Linked DNA regions of Canis lupus: region 2 is linked to region 1. Evidence: chromatin contacts called from public Hi-C data. All regions are on one chromosome and are shown on one strand. The core of a region is the stretch at or near the end of the contact, and the rest is flanking DNA. Distances in the headings are between cores, read along the strand shown. Region 1 holds the start of TIMP3 (TIMP metallopeptidase inhibitor 3). Region 2 overlaps SYN3 (synapsin-3).

The links. A called contact is a pair of places that touch in the nucleus more often than the background predicts.
Region 2: a Hi-C map of skin fibroblasts shows a contact between it and region 1, with 2.2 times the contacts expected there. The contact joins the enhancer-like site here to the promoter of TIMP3 in region 1. A contact is called at or near these places in 4 of 9 Hi-C or Micro-C datasets (amygdala, blood, liver and 1 more).

The regions. Positions count from the first base shown.
Region 1 is chr10:31,737,484-31,740,822 of UU_Cfam_GSD_1.0, reverse strand. TIMP3 (TIMP metallopeptidase inhibitor 3) reads left to right here and starts at 1,851. Exons shown (of 5, transcript NM_001284439.1): 1 at 1,851-1,976. The coding sequence starts at 1,856. All of the region lies in intron 7 of SYN3 (synapsin-3), which reads right to left.
Region 2 is chr10:31,855,944-31,859,266 of UU_Cfam_GSD_1.0, reverse strand. The region is part of intron 7 of SYN3 (synapsin-3); the gene reads right to left. Among named protein-coding and RNA genes, the nearest start is that of TIMP3, 120 kb to the right of the region's middle. Within about 2 kb of position 1,521, at least 3 of the 20 cell types and tissues checked have an H3K27ac peak or open chromatin away from gene starts, as enhancers often do.

The DNA of each region.
Region 1 (3,339 bases), core at 602-3,101:
TGCATTTCTGAGAAGTATTCCCAGTCCTCACTTTGTTCCAAACATTTGGCATTTCTATATCCAAAACATGCAAGGACCTTCCTAAACAGAATGAGTTAGGAGAGAAAGGGAGAGAGACACAAGAATAGAAAGACAGAAGTCTCCAGCTGCAAAAGGGCATCTGCACGGTGATAGCTAATTACTGCTTTAGTCCAGATAAATAAAATCGTTCTTCAGGTGCAAATGAGTGAATGGAGCTCCTGGCTGCTTGCCAAGTCATGTCACTATTCTGTGCCAGTTTCCTCATCTAGAAAGTGTGAATAGTACTTTGTGTTTTTCCTATCTAAAAAAAAAAAAAAAAAAAAAAAAATTGTGAGATATAATGAAATGTGGCATGGAAACTATAAGGCAGAATCAAGATGTTCCTTAATAATAAGGATAGTCATAGTATTAGTTATTAGCAATCATCCATTATGGCTAGTAGGCTAAGATCCTGGATAGTTCTCCAGAATCCAGTGTAAGTTACCCCAGTTTTGGATCAATTCACCCCCAATTCCTTGCTGAAGGATGGAGATTTGTCTGGCCTTGGTGGGGTTACTATTTTCTCCTGCCCTTTCTACTCATTGTTTTTCAAATAAGCTCAGAGCCTTTGCACTTGCTGTTCTCCCTAACTGGCATTTTCTCCTCCCAGATTTCCATAGGGCTTCCTCCTGCTCCTTCTCCTTGCTCACCTCTCAGCCAGACTGTCACCTCCTCAGATATACCTTCTCTCACTATTCCATAGAAAGCAGTCCCCCCACCATCATCCAGTAATTTCTAACCCATTACTAAGTTTTGTTTCTTCATGGTACTATCATCATAGAAAATCACCTGGCATATTGGTGAATTCACTGATGCACTGCTTGCGACTTTCATGGAAGCAAGGACTTTGTTTTGCTCATTCCAACATTCAGAACAGTGTTTGTTGAGTGACTTCACAGTTTACTCTGGGCAAGTGGGGTGGGGGTGGGGGTGCTGCGCAACAGTCCCTAAAGCCAGCTCCAAAGGGCAGATGGCTCCCTCACATCCAGGAAAGTCGGAGGGTAGGTGTGTGGGTCGTCAGCTGGTCCTCTCGCCTCTGACCCTGCTCTCTCCAGAGAAGCCGGAGAGTTAGCCTTTGTCCTTCGCCCTTCCACCAGGCGCGGTCAGGGTCGCCAGGGCCGCCTGTGACCCGAGGACGAGTTGGTGCTGTGGTGGGTGGTTTGGGTCAGAAGCGCTCAGAGAGCAAGCAGGGTGGGTGGGTGTGTGGTCAGAGCACTGGCAAGGTCGGGCCCGGGGACCCGCTCCGGGGGCCACCTGGCAAGCTTAGGTCCGAGGCGCGTTCCGGTTCACCCACTCCCGTGCCCACAGCCGTATTATTCCCTATAAGGATCTGAACGGTCCGGGGCCGCCCCGCCCCGTCGGCCCGCGCCCCCGGCCCCGCCCCTTTGGAGGGCCGATGAGGTAATGCGGCTCTGCCATTGGTCGCAGGGGGCGGGCCCCGAGTGCCCGAGAGGAGTTGCCCGGGGGGGACCCGCACTATATCACTCGGCCGCCGGGCAGCGGCGCAGAGCGGGCAGCGGGCGGGCGCTCAGACGGCTTCTCTTCCTCCTGCTGCTCCTGCTCCGCCCCGGCTCCCGCTCCTTCCCCGGGAGAGACCGCCGGCCCGCAGAGTCGTGCGCCAGCGCCGAGACAGCCTCGCTGCACCCCTCCCTCCCCACTGGGCACCCCGAGGGCAGCGCGCCGAAGCCAAAGTTGCCCCGCAAGGCCGGGCAGGCGAGCTCGGGCTGCAGCGGCCCCTCCAGCGGCGCGCACAACTTTGGAGAGGCGAGCAGCAGCCTCAGCAGCCACAGCGGCAATGACTCCCTGGCTCGGGCTAGTGGTGCTTCTGGGCAGCTGGAGCCTGGGGCACTGGGGCGCCGAGGCGTGCACATGCTCGCCCAGCCACCCCCAGGACGCCTTCTGCAACTCTGACATCGGTAAGCGCTCCGGGTGTCCCCACCAGAGCCCCTGCGGTGCCCGCTTTTGCGGTGCCCGGTCTTGCGCTGCAGCCCGGACTGGGGTGCAGCTCCTGGAGGGCGTAGCGAGTCCCGTTTCTTTTTTCTGACTGAGCTTGGGATGGGGGCAGGGGGTCGAAACTCAGTTTCTTCAGTCAGAGGGTCTGGCATAGATGAAGGGGCAGATGCCCTGCAGAGAAAACCTACAGTGGTAAGTGAACCCCTTGCAACCTTTGCTCTCATTTTAGGGCGTGAGGCCCCTATTGGTCCTTTTGACATCTGGAAAATTTCCCTTTTCACTCTCAAGAGAGAAGGGCTGGGGGAGAAGGGTGGGAGGGCTTTCCTAAAACTTGGAATGCCAACTAACTGAAGTACTGAGTTGTTCAATAGTTTAAAAAAAGTTGCCAGCCATGTGCACAAAGTTGCAGGAGAATCTTGAAGTTTTCTGAGTTTGCATTTTCTCCTGCACCCGTTTAGTTTATTCTTTTCATTGACACCCAACCCAGCCTCCTACTTCCCAGGCAAAGGCTAAATGAGCTTCTTAGACTGCCAAGTTTGAGTGGATTTAAGGGAAAAATGAGAAGAAAGCTGTGGGTTGACCCTTTCCCGGAGGAACTGTATTTGAGAGTGTTGATAGCAAGCAGGAGGTGGCGTGTGTGAGGGATCACTTATCACATAGCTGTGAGAATTCACAGGAAGGTTATTTTTTTTTCTTTTTTTTTTGCTTGAATGCATGTGGGGAGGGGGAGAATGAGCAGTGGAAAACAGATTTGTCACCAAAAGAACAAAGATGCCAACGATCACATCATGGTGACAATTCCAAACTGGACTTTGTGTCTTGATTAGAGACTCAGTAAGAAGTAGAACCAGTTTTAATCCAGGGCCTCACAAGTGTCCTGGGAGAACTTGTTGGGGAGTGTTTGGGACACTTGTGTTTGGATGGCCAGAGGTGGAGTAGCAGCTGGAAAACATCTCTTCTCTCCTTTCCAGCTCATAAAGCATGCAAGTCCAGTGGCCCCTGCTGCGGGGTGTGTGTGTGTGTGTGTGTGTGTGTGTGTATGTGTATGTGTGGTGTGTGTGTGTGTGTGTGTGTGTGTACTCGGGCTGGGGTGGGGTGGGGCACAGTCTAGCTGCCCTCTTCTGCCTGTGTCGATTCAGAGGTGAAGAATGGAGCGTGTGTGTTTTAAGTCATAAAGAAGAAGGAAAATTTTCCACTGGGTCCTGGGTGAGGGCCTCCACAAGTGTGCTGCAGGGGAGGGGGAGGAGACAGGAGCCTGGCAGGGAAGGCAGCTGAAGTTGGGAGGGGCGCTGCTGGTGGGCCCTGCTGAGCCTAGGAGAAGTCAGG
Region 2 (3,323 bases), core at 272-2,771, 120 kb before region 1:
CCTTTCTGTGCTGCACCCAAGAAAGAGGAGGTTCTAGTAGACAATAGAGACAAGGTCTCTATTCTCCTCCAGCAAACAATGTTTGCTGTTTCTAGAGCTTTACTTTCAAGAGTCTGATTTCACGGATTTATTCAACATATTTTTGTAGGTCCAGGCACTGTGCTAGGTGCTAGGGACACAGTGGTACAAGGCACTATTATTCTGGCTGATTGTTTATAGTGAGTGATTCCATCTAACATCCATGCGCTGAGCACCTATTACTTTCCTATCTTCTGGTAGAGGCTATGAGAGGCATAGAGAAGATTAAGATATGGTGCCTGCTCTAAAGAAGCTTTTTATCTAAAACCGCCTCTTTAAGGAGAGACCAGCTAGCTAAACGTGGACAAAGGGACTTCTTAAAAGGTGTTGCTTTTACCCTTCATCTGTAACTACAATCAGAGGCATTGCTTTCAGGTCGACCCATCTCTGATAAGTGCCCCAGGAGCATAGAGTTGTAAAATGAACATGGCTCAGCCTGCCCACAAGATGGCGGCATTCTAGTATATTCCCGAACGGCTAAGGTCATTGGAAACAGTGTCCTCTGTTGGCATGGAGGAGAGACCACTTCATCTCATAAGGGCTGAGAGTAGGTCTTATCTCCAGTGTTCAGTGAAGGTACTGACCTTCTGGAAAGTCCTGGGGGGATGAAAAGCACTACTGGCTAGACAAAGGGAAATGGCACAAAAATGTTGCCTTATTCAATTCAACAAATATTTCTGGATGCCTTCCCTGAGCTCCCCCATTTCCAAGTTTGTGTTTGATGATCTCCTCTGTACCCTTCCACCAGAGCACCTGCCATATTGAATTTGCATTGTTGATTCATCAGTCTTTCTCTTTTATCCAGTTAAAACCATGTCAGTTTCCTCTCAGAATCCCTGATGCCCACACAGAATCTGGCTCAGAGTGAGCACAATTTTTTTGTTGAATGAACGATGTTTATCCTAAGCAAGAATTTAATACAGACTCTCACTTGAATATCATTACTCAGGTGAGGCCATCTTGGACTGTTAATATCCTTGTCCTTCACAATGGAAATGAAAAAGATGGGAGATCAAGAGATGCAGTCTAAAATACCCTAATTGGGTTGTGAAGGAATGGTCAAAATCAACTTTATGTCTGCCTCTACCCAAAAGAGATCAGCCTTGTTCACATACCCAGAGAATCAAGGTGGAGAAGATGGAAAATCCAGATCTGGCTGAGTCTGGTGCCCACTGCAGGAAACTGTGGCCTTTAATCTGGGTTTTTACTTCATTTCCATCTCACTCGAGAGGGAGGCATGAGTTTTAGTGCTGTAAGAGGGTCTATCAGTCGGAATAGCAAGTTCAACCTGTTCCTCTGCCATCTTCCATTGAGGCCCCCTGTCCTGCCACCTGGCACCTCTACCTCTGTTGCTAGAGTTATAGCAAAGAAGAAAGCAGTCAGAGGCACTCTGAAGGGCCCAACCTCCTTGCATTCCAGCCCTGGCCAAAGCCAGGGGAACAAGTGGAGAGCCCCTCTTGGAGGAAGTGATTCAGAAACCGCGATGGCCTGGCGGCCCGCCGTGACTCACAGCACATCAATGGGGGAATTGTCTGTGGAGGCTGAGAATACCAAAGCTCTTTTCTTTCCTTCCTTTCTCTCTTTTCTTTTTTTTCCTTTTCTTTTTTGCCCTCCCCTTGGCGGCACTGCGCAACACCAGGTCTGCCCAGAAACATGTGTTTCTCATCATTGGCTCCAATAGCTGCCTTGGAGGACCGGGGAGCAAACAAGACCGAGAAGAAACAAGCCCCATGGGGCAGCTGCAGCAGTTAAAGGGGGCCCTTCTCTTTCCCTGCACCTGAGTCCTATTTCACCTTCCCCATCAACACTGGCATCCCCAAAGAGCATCTGGAATGGAGGAGAATAGAATTTTGGATACGGGAGAAAACCTAGGAGTATGTCTCTTCCAATACCTTTGTCTACAGGCAAGGAAACTGATGCCTCAAGAAGGGAAGTAAGTGGCTTGCCAAATACTGCACAGCCAAATTACAGCTGACGTCTTGCTGCAGTGACTGCATTTTCCTGTACCCCAAATCAGGAAATGTAGTTGACAAAGGATGAATTTCTTTTTCAGGAATAGTGAAAAGTGTGAAGTTGTACTAAATTTCATTATAAATCTATCAATTGTCTCTTTCTCCTTATCTACCAGTCTCAGGAAACTGGTCTGCACAAGGTCATTTGTGAGGTCATTTGCAAAACCTACAGGCCGCTTTGCAGTCCTGCAGTTCTGACTGGCTGCCTCTGTAGCATGTGTGGCATTGGTGCCCACTGGCTTGCAGGCTGCACCCCTCTGTTTTGCCTCCCTACCTCTCTAGCTTCTCCTTGTTGGCATTCTTTGCTTCCGATCTGGCTCTGAAATGTCCAAGCACTAGAGGGTTCTGTCCTAGGCCCATATCCATATTCATGCTTTCTTTCAGTGCCTAAAAACTATTGATGACTCCCAGATCTTTGCTACAGCTGTTCATCTTTCCTGGGCTCCAAATATATATGTACAGCTGCCTTCTCAGAACCTTCTTTGGATGCCCCAAACTAAACTCACCATTTTCCTCCAAAGCTGACTGACTGCTTTGACTTTAGTGCCACACAACATTGGGAAGAGGATAGCTAATATTTCAAAACATGTGCTTTGGAATCTCATAGACCTGGGCTCAACTCTCAGATATGCCACTTAACTAGCACGGGGCCTTGACCGAGTTACTTAACCTCCAATTTCCCCATCTGTAAAATGGGGATAATAGAAATACCACCTTCATAAGATTATCATTAAGAGGGAATGAGTTAATTCAACAGCATTAGCACAATGCCTGGTACATAGTAAATACTCAATACATGTGAGCTGTTATTTTTATTTTGCATCTCAGCACCCTCCCCACTTGAGCCACACTGAATTCTTACCATTTCTTAAAGACAAAAGGCTCTTATATTACTCTAGGCCATTCTCCTCATTTAGGATGCTATGCATACTCTTCTCTGAGGCAAACTCCTACTCATCCATCAGACTGAGTCCAACTGTAATTGCCCTTATAAGAAATTAGCAGCTCATTCTTTTGTTCTTATAGAGAACTTTGTTCCCCTGTCATAGCATTTATTACACAGTGTCCTAATTACCTCTCTTTCCAGCCTCATCTCTCTCTGCCTCTTCCATCACATTTGGCTCCAAAGGTATAGAGTGCCCAAGGTAGACATATTCTTGCATATCGTGAGGCCTTCCCATGTGCTGCTTGGTCTGCTTGGAAGGCCTTTCTAATCAGAGCACATTATCCTCT